Linked DNA regions of Mus musculus: all the other regions are linked to region 2. A link is a contact called in public HiChIP or PLAC-seq and promoter capture Hi-C data. All regions are on one chromosome and are shown on one strand. The core of a region is the stretch at or near the end of the contact, and the rest is flanking DNA. Distances in the headings are between cores, read along the strand shown. Region 1 overlaps Nkain2 (Na+/K+ transporting ATPase interacting 2). Region 2 holds the start of Nkain2 (Na+/K+ transporting ATPase interacting 2). Region 3 overlaps Nkain2 (Na+/K+ transporting ATPase interacting 2).

Region 1 (3,110 bases), core at 62-2,561, 980 kb after region 2:
GAGTATAATTTGAGCTCATCACAGTTCTCCACATCATAATGCAGGTGTTGAAAAAAAAAAAAGTTTGTCTGCTGGGGTTGAGAAATAGCTCATCAGTTAAAAGCATCTGCTCTTGCAGAGGACCTGGGTTAGGTTCTCAGCACCTACGTATCAATTCCTAATCAGTAAATCTAGCAGAGGGGTCCCAACACCCTCTTCTGCTGTCTGTGAACACTATGGATACACAAACAAGCTGCTCATACATACCTGTAGCCAACATTTATACACATGAAATAAGGATAAAAATCTTTTTAAAATGTAAATATTGATCTAGTCTTACACTTTGCACTGAGCTTCTAGCTCAAAACTCCGGGCTACACAAATCAAAATTATCCATTTGGAAGGGTGAGTAATAGTTTTTTTTTTTACATTCACAACTTATGCTCTGCCTTCCAGAATATAAGAGACAAGTTAACCAAGTATCTCAGATAGTGAAGGAAACCATGTTGCAGAAATAAAGCCCAACCTCTCAACACTTAACTCTCACTGTGGAGAGTAAGCAACTGGGGAAGAAAGAAGGCAGAGGTTCCAGGAGGAGGCAGAGGTAGTCCCAGGTAGAACTGAAGGATATATCTGTGATAATAAGTGAGAGGGAGAAAAAGAATGTCAACAATTGTCTAGCAATTGGGGTGAGGACATATGGAGACTATTGCCATCCAGAATGCTGGCATAAACATATTTTACCCTATCCCTTAATCTTCATTAATTATGCATCTCATTCTAAAGACTAAGGGAAAGCATACAGGATGTTCCAAAGGAAACTGCTGATAGAAATAAATATTACATCCATGTCAGTCCTACTTCTTTTCAAACTTTTATTTTTAAATGTCTAATTTAAAGTATTTATAGAATTAATATTGTCATAAATGTCAGTGCCTTAAAGCAATTTCATTAAATCTGTTTCTCATGTACCCTATCCTACTATTTGATGCCATGCCTCCAAGTATTTTAGGCATTTGTTTAAAAGTATGTGTCTGCCTTATATGGGTTATCTTATACTTAATATATGGCATTTAATTAAACCACTAGATATGTATGTCTATAACTCTTTACTGAGCGTTTTCTTTGGTAATATATAATGACCCACAAAATACTGTCCTTGCACATGCAGTCACTCATGCAGCCACTGAAATAAAGCCATCGCAATCAAGCACTCTACAAAACAATATTATGTTCTTCCATCATTAACTATGTGCCCCATCCCTTTCAACTCCATGTCAGTGACACAGGCAGTGTTATTTACCGACTGGAACTAACAGCATTAAATTAGCACCAGCTGATGAGGAGACGCACACCCAATGCACTTTATGTCCCCTCATTGAATCCACTTATTATTGCTGTTCCTGCTTTGCAACATGACTTCCCTAGAAAGCACTCCTCCCTTTAATCCCTCTGTTGGAAACAGACAACAGATTGAACCCAGCAGCTGCTCCCAAACAAAACAGGTAAAGGGGCAAGAAAGGCTGCTGGATCCATAACAATAAGCACATCCTAACATAATTACAGTAAGAATCCCCGAAGTGACCTGTCCACATTCTCATGCCATATGGCTATTTTCAGTACCAGAAATGTGTAGCAAGGAGCCATACTTTAATCTTGCCACTTTCTGCTGTATTTCTGATAGCATGAAATTGATCTTTTATCCAGAAAATTAGCATGAATATTTATTGACTGAGAAAAAGCTATATTTGTACAGCTAGCCAAGTATGCCAGAATATTTAAAATATAAATACATCTATATTTTTGTATTTTATTTTGGCCAAACATACATAAATGCATAGGCAAATAGAAGTTTTTTGGCTTTTGTTGTATAGTCATTAAAGTTATTTTGTTGTTCTTTACACTCCAGTAGAATTTTCATAATTGGTAATATATAGTATAATGCAACATGATACATGTAATTTTATATATGTTTCAAGCTCATCCCCTTCTTTGTTGAACTACAACATTTTAATGGTATGTAGAAATACTGTTTGATGTTTCTTTTAATTCCTCTATTTGATTTAGACTACAATGGCAAAATGGATCCCCAGGAGTGTCTTTTAGTGGGAAAAGAGGGGAAAAATTGATTTTCAGTGTGAATAATACTGTGCTTCGCTTAGGATTAAAAACTGATTCTCTACCTTTGTGTCACAAAACAATTTAGATGTAGAAAATTTAGGAAAAGCATGCATGTCAGAGAGATAGATAAGCCTGGAATCACAGCTTTTTAAACATACCAAGGATTTTCTTTGTTGCAAATCGACTCTACTATGACAATGTAACACGCTTCAGAATAATGTTACACATCCCCCACTACTTTGAAAGTATTTTCCATGAAGCTCATGTACAGGTTTGACTTCTGAGAACACTTAAGGATGAAATATAGCCCTGTGTAATCACAGAATGGGGTGGTCCTATCCCAAAACAGGAGAATAAATAACCAAACCTGTGTCTGACTTAATGCACAAACACAGGAGGATTCTGGGAAACCTGTTGACAAGACAGAACATTTAATTCCATTAGAAAAACAAAAAACAAGAAACAATAAAAACCCCTTTATTTAAGAATGACCTGTAAGAAAAAGTAATGGAAGGCAAACTCTAAAATGGGAGGAGCCAATAAACAGAGGATCAAGTAGAAAGAGTGAGTCGTATAAATGTGTAAATGTGAGTTTTCTCTCTCCCACCTCCCCCCCCCCCCAGAACCTTGAGACTCTGGCGTTCTAGATATGCTTCAATATATCTTATATTCAAGATAGATCAGAGGGTTTCCTCTTTCGTCTCATTGGTATTGTTATAGAGCAGGCTCCCTGGAAATTTCCCCCAGCGGCAAGACAAGTATCAACCGTTGGATTGACTGTAAGATCTGCTCACTGAAATCTCTTTGACAAATTAGTGACTTATTGAAAGTCATAGGCAAGCAACTCATGATTTCATGTGCTTGATTTTATACATGAACATCAAAAGTAAGATGGTCAGGTTTTTTTAAGGAAAAGGAAATAACAAGCTCTGTATAGGGTAAGAGGATTGGCTTCAAATTACTTGGATGACCTGATTAGAAGCTATAAGGACAGAGGCTGTCTGGTCACC
Region 2 (2,819 bases), core at 292-2,791:
GTTGAAAGGTCATAGTTCAGTGATTAAGAATGAGGAAGAAATAGTGACTACAGATAGAATTACGTTTTACGGTACAGTCTAAATGATTCTCAAGCTGATGCTGATGGAAGGGAGACTAGGTCCTCAGTGTGGGTAAAGTTACCATACACAAATGTCGTTTTTCAAGGAGGCTTAAGTCCTACTTGTCTCACGAACCTTGTTGGTTAGCTTTTTTTCTTTTTTTCCGGTTTTACATCTCTAACGATGGTATTTTTTAGCTCCATGAACAGTTCTTTTCACTCACAGCACTTTATTCCAATGGCTTTACTATCCAGTGGATCTCAACAGTACACCCTCTCTCTGTAGCCAGATTAGGAATGCTTTCAGTAGCTGTTGGGACTGTAAATGAAATGCCCTCTTCTGAACACCAAGGTCTAAATGACCATCACTTGCTCCAGCATGTTTTTCCCTTCAGCTTTTTACCCGTAGGTGGCAGCAACAGGCTCCAGAGTGCGTGTCCGCAGGTAACTGCTGCTGTCAAACCTGGAGTATGACCAAGCAAGGACACATAACCAACCGGATGGTGCATGAGGTCTGGTAGATAAGTGCTCAAATTTCATCGGCTCCTTCCATTGTTAAGAAAGCAGTCTGAAGCACCAAAACCAAACTCCTACATTTCCTCTGGCTCCCTACATTTTGCAACTTCAAGAGGCAATTCCGTTCGGTCCTTGTAGCAGGCTAATCTTTGAAACTCTGGAATCTCTGTCCCTTGCTGTCCTTGCCTCGTGCCAAGCACAGGACTGTTGGTTGGCCGCCACCGTGTCCACTTCTCTCCCTCCGCTCTTTGCTGTAAGTGCATGCAGGTTTTCCAGTGGGGAAGAATGCCTTAGCGGCACCCCAGTTGATATCTCACCATCCCTTTTCATAACCGTACTTTCACACACACACACACACACACACACACACACACACACACACACACACACACACACCACAGCTTGCACGTGTAATGCTTCTGGCAGGGTTGCCTCAGCAAGACCGATACCAACAAAGCAAGGCATCGCCAAGCAAGCAAGCAAGCAAGCACGCAAGCAAGCAAGCAAGCCAGCCAGCCATGCCACCGGGACTCCTCCGACCCGATCCCTCGCGTTGTTCCCGCAGTCAACGCCCCCGCAGCTCCCAGGCACCGCGACACCACGCCCGCAACGGCCAGGGCTGCTGCCCGCCACGACCTCTGAGAAGTTGTTGATTGGGAGGGGATCCGCTCATCTAGGCAAGGGGAAGGGCGCCGCAGGGCGTCCGCGCGGCCCCCGCAGCCGCCCCGCCCCTGGGCCCCGCACGCGGAGCGCAGAACAGAGGCGCCCGGCGCGCATCTCAGCCGCCCCGGGAGCCCGCGCACCCGTGCGTGGGGAGGGAGTGCGGGGCGGGCGAGCGCTCGTCGGGCGTGGGCCGCAACTTGGCGGGCCAGATGCCCCAGGGCTCGGCGGCGCTGTCTGCCTGCCGCTGCTGCCCCTGCGGGGCCCGGGCGCGTCTCCTTGGGCGGCGCTGCCCGCGGCGCTGGGAGTGCAGTGAACGAGTAAAGGTATGTGTGGCGGGCGCGGCTGGGGCAGCCGCCGCCGCGCAGGACACTGTCACTTCCCTGGACATTGGCAGCGGCATCTGGGAGCCCTAGAGCCCTGGGCAGGTTCTCCTGTCCTTCCCCACGATCTGATTGGATAAACTGGGGCCTCGACGGTGGCCGACGTGGGACAGCCTGGCTGTGGCAGGGGTCTCGGAAACCATGGGTTATTGCAGTGGCAGGTGCACGCTTATCTTTATCTGTGGCATGCAACTGGTAAGTGACGCTTGGGTTCTCTTATTCTCTTATGTACCATTGAGAGAGTGGGCAGGGAGTGTAGTAAGAGATCTGCCATTGAGCAGGACGGAAGGGAAAAGAAGAGATAAAAGATGCCACATATTACCTGTATTTAAAATGATTTTAGGGGTGCAGCAGAAGTGAGCCTTTCTGCCTTTCCCCGTTTCTGTCCCTCTAAGGACAGTTTTGCAGGTGCAGGTTAAACTTGTTATCTTTAATTTCTTTAAGGGAGTGGAGATGTTGCTCTCCTTTTATGCTTGGCATTCTTGCTAATGTGAACAGGATGGTTGTCATATATATTTTACTATATATGCGTGTAAGTTGAAAAGCAGATTTTCAGGCTTTTATATACTTGTTTTGAAGTATTTATTTATCGTCGCTTGATATTTTCTTAGAATATATTGTCTTATAATTTTCTTAAAAACTCCTTGTTTAGGTCAGATGTGTTCTAGCAGCATTCTGAACTAAAAAGCCACAGTGAGTTCTAAAAGTATGTAGATCAGAGAGAGATACTTAAACTCTGCAACACCATTGCCCCAGAGTGGACCTTTAAAACATAAGAGCTACAAAAATTCCAAGAAGAAATAATATCTTGTCTTCCATAATGTACAATATTGCCACTGAAATTGATGCTATTGTTTGATCTCACAGGATGGGGGATTGTATGTAAGTTTGGAAGAATATCCTATTGCTGCTTTTAAAAAGCCAAGAATGCAAATAATGTCTCGATTTCAATTCCTAAAGGCAATAGGAGGAGGGGCTTAGGGGAAGATAGGGTGAAAATTTATGTCAGTGGCAAATGGTTAATTTGAAATAGGGGGCACTTCTGCAACACCAAGTAGCTTTCCATAGAAAGTATAAATTAGTCTAAACAGTTCCCCTTATTTGTTTTATAAAGGGTTGGGGGCTGTAGAATGGAAGACAATTATTGAAAATCCAGTCATCGCAGGGTGTTTAAATGAACAAGAATTTGCTATTAAAACTG
Region 3 (2,880 bases), core at 263-2,762, 830 kb after region 2:
AAAGAAATAACAACCAAACCCAAACAAACAAAGGGGGACAAAAGCCTCCTATATTATAAAAGACAAACAAAAGAATTTAGTCTGCTACCTCCAATAGATTTGGCTGAAAGACACAAACAAAAACATGCCTCTGGCATTATTTCTAAATTTGAAACTGAAATTTTTGCTTTGTTGAAATAAAAAAAAAACTTTAATGGCAAGTGTAGGGGAAATTTTAAAATCTAAGATCATTTGGACAAATATTTTTCTCTGCATTAATGAATCCTTAGTGGGCAGAAGATCAGAGATTTTTTACATTTGTTATTAGAATTTTGGCCAGTGTTATGATAAATAAAGGCAGAGCTAGCATGTATTGATCATCTATGTCCCAAACACATGAGGATTTTATAAACATTTTTCAATTGATCTTTATGGAACCCCAGAGAGGTATATCATTGGACCATTAACACTATTTGTTTTTTGGCAGCATTTACCTTTGAGGATCAACCTGGCAATGTTGTACTCAGAATTTAAATCAATTCTTAGTCAGTTCAGCTAAGAAACTTGACCTTTATAAGCAGAACCATTAAAGACTAAAGTAAAGAAAAGACCGAGGTAATAACTCAGGTAGTAAAGCATTTGTCACAAGCAAAAAGAATATGAGATCAGAATGTCAGCACACATGGAAAGCTGGGTGTGGCAGCAACCCTGTAACCCAGCAAGAGGAGGCTGACTCCCTAGCCGGCTAGTACTGCCTGTCAACCTCCAGGGTTAGAAATAAACAGTTTCTCAAAGAATAACCTGGAGGGTGATTGATAAAGATGCCTAATGTGCACTTCTGGACACCATAAATCTCTGCATGTGCACATACACAAAACTGAATAGACATTGTTTTATCTGGTACAGGTTTAGGGAGTGGAGCATATGTTGACAGGTACTCTCATGAATAATTACTCCCCTATAGCAAAGCTGATCCTTTCTTTGTCATACTTTTATTACATAGATGATGACATATAAGCCTGACATTAACCCTCATACAACAGGAAAGCAAGAGTAAAGCAGTCCCCTTCCAGCCAATAACAAATTTTACTAGCATTATTCAGGAGTGTTCACTCTTAGTGTATAGATAGAGACCCAAGTCATAGTTCAACTTAAATTAAAGACTAAGATTATTATCTTTCCAAAATGTTCTTTAAGACATAAGAAGATAGAGAGATGGCTCAGGGGTAAGAGTGTTTGCTGCTTGCTCACAGTCCCAGAGTTCAGTTCTCAGCACCCATGCTGAGTGACTCATAAATACATGTTACTCAAACTTCATGGGATCCAACACCATCGGCCCTCCACAGCACACATGTGATACACACAGGTACGTGCATGCAAACACAGATAAAAAGGAAAATAAAATCTTCAAGAAGAAAACCACTTGTAAGTCAGTTCCAAATAATTCTTGCCAGCGTGTAGACACGTTCTCCTTCCTGAGGATACATTTCACACTTCTGATTTCTGGCAAGCATATGGAGAATCTGTGATTCTCTAAATGAGAGGTTTGTAGATGTGCTGAAGCACTTCTACTGATAGTGTAGAGGGGAGTTCTCCCAGGAAGAAGCAAAATAAGCCAGAAACATTTCTTCTGCAGTCTCCGGGGGATGGATGTGGAATTTCAATCAAATGTTTGTCTGAGATCAAAAAGTGAGCTGAACGTCTTTCTGGGTAGGACCCAAGGATGCTCCTTAGTCACCTGGCTACACTCTTCTGCAAAAAGGGATGCAGAGACTTGCTTCTCCCCATCTCTAAAATCCCAAGTAAATGGTTCCTGGGTGTTTTGAAGCAGAGGTAAATCCACACAGTCTGGATGTTATAAGAAAATGCAAGTGTGTTACTGTTGCTACCCCTGTGGCCAAACATCCAACAAGAACAGTTTAAGGATGATGTACTTCATTGGCTCAAGTTTTCAGAGATTCCAGGACATCTTGTTGAGAAGACATGTCAGAGAAGAGCAGCTCATGGCATGGTCAAAGGGAATTTTGCAGCTCTTCCAGATTTCTCCTGTTTCTGCTTTTTATTCTCTATTGTTCCCTAGCTAATGAGATGGTGTTTCTGAACACCACGTTTCTGCTAATCCTCTGTGAAAACACCCTCACAGCCACACAGAGACTGCATCCAACCAATCTGCAGGGATTGTAAGTCAAATTGGCAACAGTCATGGTAAATGCATTATTCTCTGTAACTGATGCTACATTTCCCCATAAGCCCATTCTACTTCAACAGGAAGGCAATAATTTAAAACTACCTGTGAACAACATTTTTGCTGTCACTTTTCACATTTGCTGTCACTTTTTAAAATTCAGTTTTACTTTTTCCTCTCCTCCTCTTCCCCTCCTTCTTTTCCTTTTCCTCCTCTTCCTTTTCCTCTTCTTCCTCCTCCTCCTTTTCCTCTTCCTTATCTTACTTTCTCTTCCTCCACCTCTTCCTCCTCCTCTTCTATCTCCTCCTATTTTCTTCTTCCTCCTCATCCTTTTCCTCTTCTTCCTCTTCCTCCTCCTCTTTCTCCTTGTCCCTTTTTTCTTCCACCTACTCCTACTTTTCTTCCTCCATCTTATTTTTTCTTCTTCCTCTTCCTCCTCCTCCTCCTCTTCTTCTTCTTCCTCCTCCTCCTCCTCCTCTTTCTCTTCCTTTTCTTCCTCTTCCTCCTCCTGTTCTTCTTCCTCCTTCTTTTCCTTTTTCCAAAATGATTTCTAAACATTAGGAAGGCAAAGGGTGACTTCCTGAGGCATGCTGGCTGGCAGATGAACATGTGATTTTATACTACTCCATGCAACGGTCTCAGACTTCAAGAACAGGATGTGATTTTTCTAATCATCCTACTGTTAGCAAGTGCTTTGTACAGTTGTTCTAAAACTG

The links. Promoter capture Hi-C pulls out the DNA fragments that hold promoters and counts their contacts. HiChIP or PLAC-seq counts read pairs in DNA pulled down with a chosen protein or histone mark.
Region 1: an H3K4me3 HiChIP or PLAC-seq map of neural tube shows a contact between it and region 2, with 4 times the contacts expected there. The contact joins the enhancer-like site here to the promoter of Nkain2 in region 2. A contact is called at or near these places in 1 of 39 promoter capture datasets (hippocampal neurons) and 5 of 115 datasets of contacts at active chromatin or transcription factors (astrocytes, embryonic limb bud, forebrain and 2 more).
Region 3: a contact with region 2 is called in a promoter capture Hi-C map of hippocampal neurons, with 9 times the contacts expected there. The contact joins the enhancer-like site here to the promoter of Nkain2 in region 2. A contact is called at or near these places in 4 of 39 promoter capture datasets (the 3T3-L1 cell line, cranial neural crest, hippocampal neurons and 1 more), 3 of 484 Hi-C or Micro-C datasets (cerebral cortex and cortical neurons) and 1 of 115 datasets of contacts at active chromatin or transcription factors (embryonic forebrain).

The regions. Positions count from the first base shown.
Region 1 is chr10:31,905,927-31,909,036 of GRCm38.p6, reverse strand. All of the region lies in intron 4 of Nkain2 (Na+/K+ transporting ATPase interacting 2), which reads left to right. Among named protein-coding and RNA genes, the nearest start is that of Rnf217, 300 kb to the right of the region's middle. Within about 2 kb of position 1,311, at least 2 of the 459 cell types and tissues checked have an H3K27ac peak or open chromatin away from gene starts, as enhancers often do. A contact at or near this core is called in neural tube, where this site is marked.
Region 2 is chr10:32,888,637-32,891,455 of GRCm38.p6, reverse strand. Nkain2 (Na+/K+ transporting ATPase interacting 2) reads left to right here and starts at 1,541. Exons shown (of 7, transcript NM_001013411.2): 1 at 1,541-1,813. The coding sequence starts at 1,760.
Region 3 is chr10:32,059,228-32,062,107 of GRCm38.p6, reverse strand. The region is part of intron 3 of Nkain2 (Na+/K+ transporting ATPase interacting 2); the gene reads left to right. Among named protein-coding and RNA genes, the nearest start is that of Rnf217, 450 kb to the right of the region's middle. Within about 2 kb of position 1,512, at least 5 of the 459 cell types and tissues checked have an H3K27ac peak or open chromatin away from gene starts, as enhancers often do. A contact at or near this core is called in hippocampal neurons, where this site is marked.